Regions from separate parts of the Neogale vison genome. Here region 2 is linked to region 1. The links are chromatin contacts, called in public Hi-C maps. All regions are on one chromosome and are shown on one strand. Each heading gives the region's core, a stretch centred on a gene start, on an enhancer-like site or on the middle of the called end of the contact. The rest is flanking DNA. Distances are from core to core; before and after follow the strand shown. Region 1 holds the start of FBXL12 (F-box/LRR-repeat protein 12). Region 2 holds the start of ZNF317 (zinc finger protein 317).

What was found. Hi-C and Micro-C count contacts between places; a contact is called where the count stands out from the background.
Region 2: a contact with region 1 is called in a Hi-C map of muscle, with 9 times the contacts expected there. The contact joins the promoter of ZNF317 here to the promoter of FBXL12 in region 1. A contact is called at or near these places in 2 of 3 Hi-C or Micro-C datasets (fibroblasts and muscle).

Annotation. Positions count from the first base shown.
Region 1 is chr6:217,345,956-217,352,177 of ASM_NN_V1, forward strand. FBXL12 (F-box/LRR-repeat protein 12) reads left to right here and starts at 1,771. Exons shown (of 3, transcript XM_044254264.1): 1 at 1,771-2,068; 2 at 2,187-2,259; 3 at 4,318-5,728. The coding sequence starts at 1,983. The coding sequence ends at 5,139.
Region 2 is chr6:217,864,515-217,871,113 of ASM_NN_V1, forward strand. ZNF317 (zinc finger protein 317) reads right to left here and starts at 1,325. Exons shown (of 7, transcript XM_044254282.1): 1 at 1,135-1,325.

The DNA.
Region 1 (6,222 bases), core at 521-3,020:
ATCTGCAATTCCTGCCTGTGTGTGTGTGTGTGTGTGTGTGTGTGTGTATTGAAAGCATTGTATTGCCGTTATGGGCTCTTGGGGGTGTGATTTAGCAAAACCTCACAATTAAACTTCATGTGTCCTTTGACTCATCAAACTGGTTCCTGGTTATTTATCCAGTAGAAAAACATGCATATATATATATATATATATATATATATATGTGCCCTATCAATTGATAATTTTCTAATGAATTGCTACTTTAAAAATAAGTGATGGGGGTGCTTTGGTGACTCAGTGGGTTAAGCCTCTGCCTCTGGCTCAGGTCATGATCTCAGGGTCCTGGGATCGAGCCCCACATCCGGCTCTCTGCTCAGCAGGGAGCCTGCTTCCCCCTCTCTCTGCCTATCTCTCTGCCTACTTGTGATTTCTCTCTGTCAAATAAATAAATAAATAATCTTAAAAAAAAAAAAGAGTGATGGGGTATCTTGCCAGCTCAGTCTATGCAGCATGCAATCCTTGACCTTGGGGTTGTGGGTTCCAGCCCTGTGTTGTGCATAGAGATTATTTGAAAATAAAATCTTAGGAAAAAAAAATGGTGTGGGGCGCCTGACTGGTTCAGGGGTAGAGTATGCGACTCTTGATCTCCAAGTTGTAAGTTCAAGACCCAGGCTGGGTGTAGAGCTTACTCAAAAATAAAAACTTTTAAAAACAAATGAGTGGGGGCGCCTGGGTGGCTCAGTGGGTTAGGCCCTATGCCTTCAGCTCAGGTCATGATCTCAGGGTCCTGGGATCCAGCCCCAAGTGGGGCTGTCTGCTCAGCTGGGAGCCTGCTTCACCCCCATTCCCCCCGGCCCGCCTGCCTCTCTGCCTACCTGTGACAGAGGTAGGCAGAATTTGACAGAGATCACGGGTAGGCAGAGAGGCAGGCAGAGAGAAAGGGGAAGCATGCTCCCTGCTGAGCAGAGCCCGATAGGGGGTTGGATCCCAGGACCCTGACATCATGACCTGAGCCAGAGGCAGAGGCTTAACCCACTGAGCCACCCAGTTGCCCCAAATAAATAAAATCTTTTTAAAATTTTTCTGAAAAAAAAAAACCCACAAATGAGTGATATATATTTGGTGGGCGTGTCCACTCAGCCTCTTTGGATAACAGTTTGGCGCTATCAAAACGAAAAACAGAACACACCGTTTGTTAACCAGCTATTTCGGTCCTACAGATTTATTCTTGTTTATAGGCATCAAAAAAGCGGTATTAAGTAGAAAAGTTGGGGCCTCGCTCTCCCTTAGCACAACCGCTGGTCGTCCCCCAGCAGCACTGCTCTAAGGGCGCCTTCCAGGCTGGGTCCTGGGGTCTGCAGCTCCGCCGTCCCAACACTTGCCGCGACCCGGGGCCGCTCGTCACCGCCCTTGGCCCCGCCCTTGGACCGTCCGGCCCCGCCCTTGGGCCGTCCGTCACCGCCCCAGGGCGCTTTTCCCGGGCTCGATTCCCGCCCTCAGTCTCGCCCCACTAGCCTACTGCCCGCCCTTAGCCCCGCCCCCAGCCTAACCCCAGCCCCGCCCCAGCCTCGTCCCAGCCCTTAGCCCTGTCCCCAGCCTCTTCCCAGCGGGTAATCCCGCTCCCAGGCCGGTTCTCGACCCAAACAAGTCCCCGGGTCTCCAGTCACCGCCTCGGGGCCCCTTGTCCCTGCCCCAGCCCCAGCCCCGCCCCCAGCCTCGTCCGCGCCCCCAACCCCGCCTCCGGGCTGCGTCAGAGCCTCAGCCACGCCTTCCGAACGCGGGCTTGGTTCCCAGTCCCCGCCTCCCGGCTCCGTCGTGGTCGCCGGCGGGCCTGTCGCCGGGACCCAACCATGTCCCTGTCAGAGGAAAGCTGAAACTCTCCGCCCGCTGTCGGAGGCGGCGGCCACCGCCCTGCCGGCACCCCCCGTCACCCGCTGGCGCCCCCCGGGCGAGATCCCGAGTCCCCTCAGCCGCAAGCGGAAGTGCGTGTCGCTCGGATCATGGCGACTTTGGCGGACCTGCCGGACTCAGTCCTGTTGGAGATCTTCTCCTACCTCCCGGTCCGGGACCGGATCCGCATCTCCAGGTGCGGCCCCGGCCCGCGGGGGGGTGACGGGAAGGTCGGGGGGCGTGGGGCTGCCCCTGGGACGCGGATCGGGTCCCCGCGGGGCGGGGTGGTTCTAACGCCGGGTCCCCTCCCCCAGGGTTTGTCACGGCTGGAAGAAGCTGGTGGACGACCGGTGGCTCTGGCGACACGTCGACCTGACGCTGTACACGGTACGCGGGGCCGACCGGGCGGGCCTGGGCCGCGGTCGGGTGTCTGGCTCTCGAGCCCCACCCCCTCGCCCCCTAGATTTCGAGCTTGGCGGCCCGGGGTGCATCGCGGCACACTCGCTGCTCAGCCTGTTTCCCCATCTCCAAAGTGGGGATAACCAAGTTCCTGCAGGGAAGGACCTTAGAGCCGAGTCCCGCGTACAGGGAGTATAGGACAAACGTTAGTTGCTTACATGATCTGTTAATGAGTTTTCCTGGAGCAATCATCTTCCAGATCCAACTTAATTTCCACAGTTTATTTCCTGAGTAGTGCAACCTTTTCCACTTTTCCCCATTTGCATCGTATTTATTTTTCTTGTTTGAGTATGAACTATTCCAAATGTATATATAGCAATGTATAGAGGATAATATCTGAAACGGCTGCGTACTCTTCACCTATATTTAACCCACTTTGACTTTGGGTCATTTTTGCTGCAGATTCTGTGAAACATACATGCAAAGGTTTTGGGGTACATGTACGCAGGCAACATTTATAAATATATCGTGGCATTTTTTTGAAACCCTCCTCAGAGGTCATCGCTATTATAAAATGGAAATGTAGTCTTCTAGAAACTTATGTTTCTCACTTTCTCATTTCTCACTCACTTCCTGTGTAAGTGCCAGGAGGCAACATACAGTTTTGTTCATGTGTTGATCGAAAGTTTAAGTAATGGTGTTCTGTTGAGGTAATTAAACGCCATTTATTGTATATCCACCCAAAACTAGCCTTATTCACACAACATTGCTTTTGAAATTTATTGTAAATGAGACATGGACTGATTTGTTCCTTTTAATTTGTTGAGTATACCACAATTTATCTGTTTTCCTGTTGACATTTAGTTATTTCCAGCTTTTTACTATTACAAACAGTGTTAAAAAGGAGTGTCTCAAACTTGCCTGTGTATATGAATCATCTAAGGATCTTGTTAAAATGCTGATTCTGAGGGCGCCTGGGTGGCTCAGTGGGTTAAGCCGCTGCCTTCGGCTCAGATCATGATCTCAGGGTCCTGGGATCGAGTCCCGCATCGGGCTCTCTGCTCAGCAGGGAGCCTGCTTCCCTCTCTCTCTCTCTGCCTGCCTCTCCATCTACTTGTGATTTCTCTCTGTCAAATAAATAAATAAAATCTTAAAAAAAAATGCTGATTCTGATTGAGTGAATGGGGATGGGGCCCCAGATTCTGAATTTCTTTCTTCTTCTTTTTTTTTTTAATGTATTTTACTTATTTATTTGACAAGCAGAGATCACAAGTAAGCAGGGAGGCAGGCAGAGAGAGAGAGACGGGGGAAACAGGCTCCCTGCCGAGCAGGGAGCCTAATGCGGGGCTCGATCCCAGGACCCTAAGATCATGACCCGACCCGAGCCGAAGGCAGAGGCTTAACCCATTGAGCCACCTAGGCGCCCCTGAATTTCTAACAACCTTCCAGGTTGTATGCTATGCACAAATTTTACACTATGCAGTTTCTTTTTTCTTCCTTTTCTTTTTATGGTAAAGTGTACCTACATTAAAATGCACAGTGCTTCCAGTTACTTTGTTTTCTAGTAATTAACTTTGCACAGTTAATTTTTGCAGCTTTCATCATCACCAGGTTGTGATGGTGATGATGATGATTTTTAACACAGGTCTAATTTACTCTAGGCAGTTCTAGCCTTTTTCAGCTTGCTTTTGTGTTGCTTATTTCTGTTGGCGGTGGTCACGAGGAAAGGGATAAAATAAAATGCTGGTGAGTTGCTCTGCTTTCTTACTTCGGGTAATGAGAATCTGCTGTTGCTAAAGACAGATCTATTCTGATCTTCTCTTTTCCCTCATTGCTTTTGTTCAAACCTAGAAATCAGAGTGAATGGATTATATTGTCTTGTTACTCTTGGGGAGGTACAGGGTCACTTGAGGCTGGCAGGGGAAGGGCAGAAGCCCAGGGGAGCACTAGAGCCCCAGCTGGGGCTTGTTTGTCTCTAGGCAGTCAGGGGCTGTGGAATATTCTCCATATCTCTCACCCTGTCACCCGCACTTCTGGCTCTTACAGATGCGGCCTAAAGTCATGTGGCACCTCCTTCGCCGGTACATGGCATCCCGGCTCCATTCCCTGCGGATGGGTGGCTACCTGTTCTCAGGCTCCCAGGCCCCCCAGTTGTCCCCCGCCTTGATGAGGGCCCTGGGCCAGAAGTGCCCCAATCTGAAGCGCCTCTGCCTACACGTGGCTGACCTGAGCATGGTGCCCATCACCAGCTTGCCCTGCACCCTGAGGACCCTGGAGCTGCACAGCTGTGAGATCTCTATGGCCTGGCTCCTCAAGGAGCAGGACCCCACTGTGCTGCCCTTGCTTGAGTGCATCGTGCTGGACCGCGTCCCTGCCTTCCGAGACGAGCACCTGCAGGGCCTGACACGCTTTCGTGCCCTGCGGTCATTGGTGCTCGGCGGCACTTACCGAGTGACAGAGACAGGGCTAGATGCGGGCCTCCAGGAGCTGAGCTACTTGCAGAGGCTGGAGGTGCTAGGTTGCACCCTCTCCGCCGACAGCACCCTCCTGGCCATCAGCCGCCACCTTCGAGATGTGCGGAAGATCCGGCTGACCGTGAGGGGCCTCTCTGCCCCTGGCCTGTCTGTCTTGGAGGGCATGCCAGCCCTGGAGAGTCTCTGTTTGCTAGGCCCTCTCATCACCCCAGAAATGCCTTCCCCGACTGAAATCCTCTCTTCCTGCCTTGCTATGCCCAAGCTCAGGGTCCTTGAGCTGCAGGGTCTGGGGTGGGAGGGTCAGGAGGCTGAGAGGATCCTGTGTAGGGGGCTGCCCCACTGTATGGTCATCGTTAGGGCCTGCCCCAAAGAGTCCATGGACTGGTGGATGTGACAACCACCTGTCCATCTCAGCTTTCACTGGGGAGCCCCACACCCTCTGAATGGCACCTTTCGAGGGCCTGTAGTCAGGCTGACGGGGCCTGAAAGCCACAGGTGGAGAGAACCAAAGCCTTGGGGCCTCCAGACAATTGGAATCCCTGTTTGGCAGTTGTTTGGCCTCTGTGACATCAGTCAGCCTCCTGGAGGGCCTGTCCCCACTTCTGGAAATGGGGGAGATCATAGCTACCTCATGGTTACGTTGCAAAGCCTTAACTCTTTACCAGCCCTGGGCTGAAAAGGTCCTTGATGAAGGGTTGTTCTCAGGAACAGGATGGATGCAGAAGGGTGGTGTTAGGAGTTAGGGGGACCTGAAGGGCCAAGGCCCCTTAGGAGGCCTGGAAAGACTCTCTATGCATGTGCACCCACACACCCACACACCCACACACCATTGATATGCCTACTTGCACACAAGGGACATGATGAGAAAGCCGGCAAGTCTTAGGCTTTGATGATCGAAAGTGTTAATGAAGGTTCTAAGTTGTATTTTCTGTACTTGGTATTCTGTATTTTCCAATTTTTCCACAGTATATATTATTTTGCTATTAAAGAATTTTTTTTTCCAAAAAAGCATTTGGTTTCTTATTCGACATTTTCTTGAATGCCCACTCTATCACACGCCGTGTTCTAAGTCTTGGGCCCACAGCAGTAAACAAAACAAGCCCTGAGTAGAAGGCAGGACGATCAACAGGTGAATGCATCGATGGGATAGTTTTGGAGACAATAAACCAAGCTCACGTGATGGAGGTACCTGTGTCTGGTAGAGTGAGCGGAATGAGCCGCTCAAGTCTGGAGACCTGAGGGGATGAGGAACCCACTCTGGGAAGCACTGGGAAAAAGAAAAGACCAAGACACTGAGATGTAAATGAACTTGACATTTTTCAGGATCAAGAAGAACCGTGTGGCTGAGGGAACAAGAGGTGAGCCATAGAAAGTGAAGTCAGCTGGTGGGGTGAGGTTGGGGGCTTCTCACAGGTGGCATGGGTTTTGGAGGTTCAGTAAGTAGCAATGCTTTTCCTGCAGGCTGAGTTTGAGCCAC
Region 2 (6,599 bases), core at 75-2,574, 520 kb after region 1:
GCAAAAGTGTGAAGTGGGTTCTGGACACTAGCTGGACATTAGTTAACCACGTCATTAACCATCCTTTTATCTAACGGCCCTGATTGCCACACTTCATCATCCTATGTCTTTGTTAGTGCTTTTATTCCATTCTACTCTAAGTGGGTCATAAATTTCCATTATTCTCATCATATTAAAATGATTAAACCCCGACGCCTGGATTTAATCTGGCTCAGCTGGTTGAGCGGCTACCTTCCACTCAGGTCATAATCCCCGCGGCCTGGGATCGAGTCCCACATCGGGGTCCTGGCTGGGCAGGGAGCCTGCTTCTCCCTCTTCTCTGCCTGCCACTCTGCCTGTGCTCGCTCTCTCTCTCTCCCTCTCTCTCTCTGACAGGTAAATAAATAAAATCTTAAAAAAAAATGATTAAACCATTAAAAAAAAAGGAGAATGTGTGTGTTTTAGTACTCTTTTTGGCGTATGTTTTATATTCCAATTAAAAAAAACCTGAAAGTCAAAAGGATAAATAGCAAGCACGTAAGACGATAAAAATCAACGCAAAATATTAATAATCACAACAAATATTAATGAATAAGTCTCAAAATAACAGAATGTTGAAGGGAAGTGGGTTTTTTTTTTTTGATGTGAACTTTTAAAACTAGTTATAGGCTGTTTACGCGAGTCAACTAAACTAACAGTAAGTGCACCAGAAACTTTAAAAATTTATTCAACATTCAATACAAATGTTACATAAAGCCAGTGTGCCTCTTATTAATGCCGGGAGAAAATGGACCGCAAAGCCAAGGAATATTTGCTTCTATCCTCGCGGTCTCCCATTCCTGACCGCACCATCAAGTCCTGAATTCACTTCCGTGGGGCTTTTCCCTCTCCACCCGGAGGAGTCCTTTAAAAAAATAAATAAATAAAACCAGATCACCACTGCCTTCCCCTTGTCATCAACACGGGGGTCCTACATTTCGGTCCTCGCGTACCAGCGTTTCATACCACCGATCAGAGTTCAAAGCACACTCCTCGCCCGGCTGCCTGGCTTTCCCGTCCCAGGTCCCTGAACCCATTTCCTCGTCTCTGCCTACGGGCCTTTCCCGTTCTCGGAAAACCGAGGGTTAAGGGTTAAGGGAGGAAAGCAGAGCTTACAAGGCTGAGGGCAGAATCGGGTGGAGTGGAGGTCACGGAGGCTGCAGGTGAAGGGACGCCAAGTACACAGAGCAGGTCCGGTCTGCGGTGGGGAAGCGGAGAGTCCCCAACAGCCCAGACGAAGCCACGACGGACCCCTCCCCTGCCCATGTGTATAGCCGCAATCGCCTCCTGAGAGCAATGGCTTCCGCTTCACTTCCGCCTTCTAAATCTCGCGGGACTTCAAAACAGCCTCGAACTCGGAAACATGGGGCGGAAAGGATTCTGGGAAATGTAGTTCTTGAGTTTAGACGGTCATGGTGGTGGTTCCCAGGACGAGTCTGGCCTTCCACATATCCCGACTTCCAATTGTTCCAGGATCCCGAGACTCAGTTCTCAGGTTTCTTTCTGTCTTCTTATCGTTCTCTCTGTGGTAGCGGTGCATCACCATTTTAAGTACTGTTGATGCACTCAAGGCTCAAATTTCCATCCACAGCCCCACACGTCTACCCTGGATTCCAGATCGTATGAGACTTGCTCTCTCAGCCTGGCTATTTTATACATACTTTTAAAATGCCACATATCAAACTCCTGACTTCACCCTCTCAACGTCAAGTAATAGCAACCCTGTCTTTCCACTTGTCCACTGAAAACCTTGATAACACTCTCAACCCTTTGGTTTGTCCCATCTATCCACTGTGGAACGTTCAGTTCTGCCTTGACCATCAACCCAGAGCCCGATCACTGCCAAAAAAAGAAAGAAAAAAAAAGTTTTCCTTGCTTCTGAGTCAAGAGAGGTCATGGCAGGGCTTGGAAAAGTCCAAGTTTGTGTTTTGTGGTCCTCTTACAATGCCTTAGCGAGAAGTTTAGGAGGTCTAACTTCCAAGTGAGGGGAAGGTGACTACAAAAGGAACGCAACAGTGGTCCGTGTCTGCTTCCTTGCACGAGTTCTAATTCCAACTCCACCAAGACAGGCATTCAGTATAGTGCCTATAGCCTGTCCCTTCTATAGAAATGAGCTACTTCTAAAGTGTTGTGAGACTCAAATGGGAAAAGTAAGTAATTCTGATTACTCTTAACAGGAACAAGAGGGGGGCAGAACAAGCCCACTGCAGAGAGGAGAGCAAAAATGGAATGACCTGGGGCAGTGGGTGGTTGGATCAAGACTGGGGGAAACTCCAGAGAGGGGAAAGGGTCACATCTTAAAGATCTGGAGCCAGCACAGAGGAGGAGAAAAGGGAGAAGATTCGGTTAGGACTCAGGCAGGACCTGAGGGCATAAAAACAGAAATTGGGTATTTGAAATTAGTAAACAATGCTCTGTCAGGATCAGAGTTCGTCTAGTCAATGCTGAATCCCAGTAAACTCACAAGGATTAATTGGTGGAATGAATGAAAGGGAAAAATATACTCACCGAAGTCTTCAAAATTAAGAGTAGGAAAATTCTGCAATACTCCTTGGTGCTAAGTATTATTAAGGAGGATAGTGCTCTGAAGGTTGGACACACTTCATGCACATCGTATTTCTATATAAAGATATGACTGGGGCGCCTGGGTGGCTCAGTGGGTTAAGCTTCTGCCTTTGGCTCAGGTCATGATCTCAGGGTCCTGGGATCGAGTGCTACATCGGGCTCTCGCTCAGTGGGGAGACTGCTTCCCTTCCTTTCTCTCTGCTTGCCTCTCTGTCTACTTGTGATCTCTCTCTGTCAAATAAATAAATAAAATCTTAAAAAAAAAGATATGATTATTGTAATGAGATAAAATATGTTAACCTTAAAAATGAAACTACCAGTTATTTTACCAGAAAAAAAAAATCGTGGGAATAGTAGAGAATTGCAACTCAGGACCAGCAGCTACGGAGTCCACAGAACAAAGGAGAGGAACGCTCTATGATAAAGGAAAGCAGGAAGTTGGGAAGGCTGTCATAAACAAAAAGTCCTTTTTTTTTTTAAGATTTTGTTTATTTATTTGACACACAGAGATCACAGGTAGGCAGAGAGGCAAACAGAGAGAGAGGAGGAAGCAGGCTCCCTGCTGAGCAGAGAGCCCGATGTGGGGCTCGATCCCAGGACCCTGGGATCACGACCCAAGCCGAAGGCAGAGGCTTTAACCCACTGAGCCACCCAGGCCCCCTAAACAAAAAGTCCTTTGGAATGAAATGGTAGATTGAAGTATAGTGGCTTTTCGTGGGCTGAGTGGTGAAGTCTCATTGCCTGGGCTGTTGCCAAGGAGAGGAGAAACCTTTCATCCTCTTGCTGGGGTAGTAAAGTGGTATTAACTTGCAAGGTACCTCTCTTCCTGTTTGGTCTGCAATTGGCAACCAACCAGTGGTGGGGCTGAGAACACCCCCCCCATCTTCCCACCTTCTAGACTCCATTCTAACAAGATTTCCTGTTATTATTAATTTTCGCAGTTGATGAGTTTATACTGGTAAACATTCCCCTACTTGTGTAAATGGCTATTAGTCGTTCACACTACCTTGAGAAGATGGAAAGAGATAAAGCGGACTTTTAAAAATTATTTGTTGAAGTATAACGGGGGCACGTGGGTGGCTCAGTGGGTAAAGCCTCTGCCTTCGACTCAGGTTGGGATCTTAGGGTCCTGGGATCGAGCCCCGCATCAGGCTTTCTGCTCAGCAGGGAGCCTGCTTCCCCACCCGCCCCTCTCTGCCTGCCTCTCAGCCTAGTTGTGATCTCTGTCTGTCAAAAAAAAAAAAAAAAAAGGAAGAAGAAGTATAACAAACATGCAGAGAGTCTGTGAATAAATTTTAAAAGTGGGCACATCTATGCACAAGTCATCAAAGTGTTCACAAAGGATACATACCTCTGCAATTGCTACCTAGGTTTTTTATTTTTTATTTTGTTTTTATGTATTTTTTTACTTTTTAATTTTTTTCCTACCCAGGTTTTTTAAAAAGAAAATTACCAGGAACCCAAAAGCCTCTTTCATGTTTCTCCTGGTCACTACAACCCCTCATCCTCCAAGAAAAACCCTATTATAAATTCTTTTGACATCCGACAGGGTTCCAAATATGGCTGCCTTAAAATATGACATCTTATGACATTGAATATGCTAAGTTGAAGGAATTTGAGAAATGGCGGGTTCAGCAAGGACTCTCTGCTTTCCCCTGACGCAGACTGTAAGATGGGCATATGATGGATGTCCTTTCTATACCCAAAGGAAAGAAGCATCCTTGTCTCTAAAGATGGAGGAACATCCATCTGCGCCTGGGTGGCTCAGTGGGTTAAGCCTCTGCCTTCCGCTCAGGTCATGATCTCAGGGTCCTGGGATCGAACCCTGAATCAGGCTCTCGGAGCCCGCTTCCCCCTCTTTCTCTGCCTGCCTACTTGTGATCTCTCTCTCTTTCTCTGTGTCAAATAAATAAATAAAATCTTTAAAAAAAAAAAAAAGATGGAGGGACACAGAGAGGAATCCAAATGAACGGGATTGCTAAATTTGCCTCAGTTTACTACTCTTAAACTCATACCCCATTGCCCTAACACATTTTCCCACCACTTTCTACTCTTCATCAAACCTAGCATAAAAACGTCTAGGTTAACAACTCTGTGCATTCATTTCCCTTTAAAGGGTCCCGTGCCAGATAAAACTTAAATACATTTGCATGTTTTCCTTTGTTAATCTGACTTTTGTTACAAAACCCCAACCTAGAACCTAGAAGGGTAGGAGGAAATATTTTTTTCACCCTCTCTTATGCATCATAGAATAGTTCTGCCTGGTTTTTGAACTTTGCGTAAATAGCCTTAAATTCCCCCTTTGGGATTGATGCAGGAGTAAAACCTGACCAATGCAAGAGAACAGTGCCACCTAGTGTATGATGGCAACGAGTGCAGTGGGGCAAGGAACCATCTTTTCAGTAAAGCTGAATCCATTCTCATACTATCCATAAAAATCAAAATCATTCTAGAATGAATGAAGAAATAAATGTGAGAGGTAAAACAAAAAATATAGAGAAAAATGTGTCTTCATATCGTGGAATAGGAAGATATTTCTTAATTAGGAGGCAAAGGAAAGAAATATTTGATAAACCAGAATGCATCAAAATTAGACACTCAAAAAACCCCAACCAGGGCGCCTGGGTGGCTCAGTGGGTTAAGCTGCTGCCTTCGGCTCAGGTCGTGATCTCAGGGTCCTGGGATCGAGTCCCGCATCGGGCTCTCTGCTCAGCAGGGAGCCTGCTTCCCTCTCTCTCTCTCTGCCTGCCTCTCCATCTACTTGTGATTTCTCTCTGTCAAATAAATAAATAAAATCTTTAAAAAAAAAAAACCCAACCAACCAAACAAACTACTCATCAAAAGATATCATTGGGGTGCCTGGGTGGCTCAGTCTGTTCAGCGTCTGACACTTGGTCTCAGCTCAGGTGTTGATCTCAGGGTTGCGAGTTCAAGCCCTGCATAGGGTTTGACGTGGAGCCGACTTAAAAAAGAAGAAGACATTATTGATGGTGAAAAAGCAGCCTTCTCTTTTTTTTCTCAATTTATTTATTTTCAGAAAAACATTATTCATTATTTTTTCACCACACCCAGTGCTCCATGCAAGCCGTGCCCTCTATAATACCCACCACCTGGTACCCCAACCTCCCACCCCCTCGCCACTTCAAACCCCTCAGATTGTTTTTCAGAGTCCATAGTCTCTCATGGTTCACCTCCCCTTCCAATTTACCCAAATTCCCTACTCCTCTCTAAAGCCCCTTGTCCTCCATACTATTTGTTATGCTCCACAAATAAGTGAAACCATATGATAATTGACTCTATCTGCTTGACTTATTTCACTCAGCATAATCTCTTCCAGTCCCGTCCATGTTGCTACAAAAGTTGGGTATTCATCCTTTCTGATGGAGGCATAATACTCCATAGTGTATATGGACCACATCTTCCTTATCCATTCATCCGTTGAAGGGCATCTTGGTTCTTTCCATAGTTTGGCGACTGTGGCCATTGAAAAAGCAGCCTTCTCTTAATAGACATAGGGTTCCACACTACTCCTTGTGAATTTCCAAGCCCACCCATACCTTTGTAAATATTGCCTTATTAAGCTCTACTCAAGTTATTCTTGAGTCATCTGAATCCTACTGGGCCTTGATAAATATAGTAAGGGGTACCATGATTGGCCTCAAGAAAGAGGGTCTCTTATAGGGGTCTGAGGTTGGGTTGGTTACATGCTTGAGGAGCTCATGGATGACCTCTTTGTGACGAGGGAAATGGGGCATGGATAACACGGCTGATAGTGGTATCGTGATTACTCAAATTATCATCCATGGTAGTTAATGAAGACCAAGAGAAAGCACTGGGGGGGTGAAGTGGTGTTGCACCCACTTTACTGCTGTAACAATAGTGACTATGAAATTTGTAGAGTCTCCTGCTTTTTAAAACATCCCTAGAGAGAGACACATGGGTGAAAGGAGAACAAAAAGCTGTAAATACACAGTTGAGACCATGCATAGAAAGTTAGAACCTTGGGGGGAAAATTG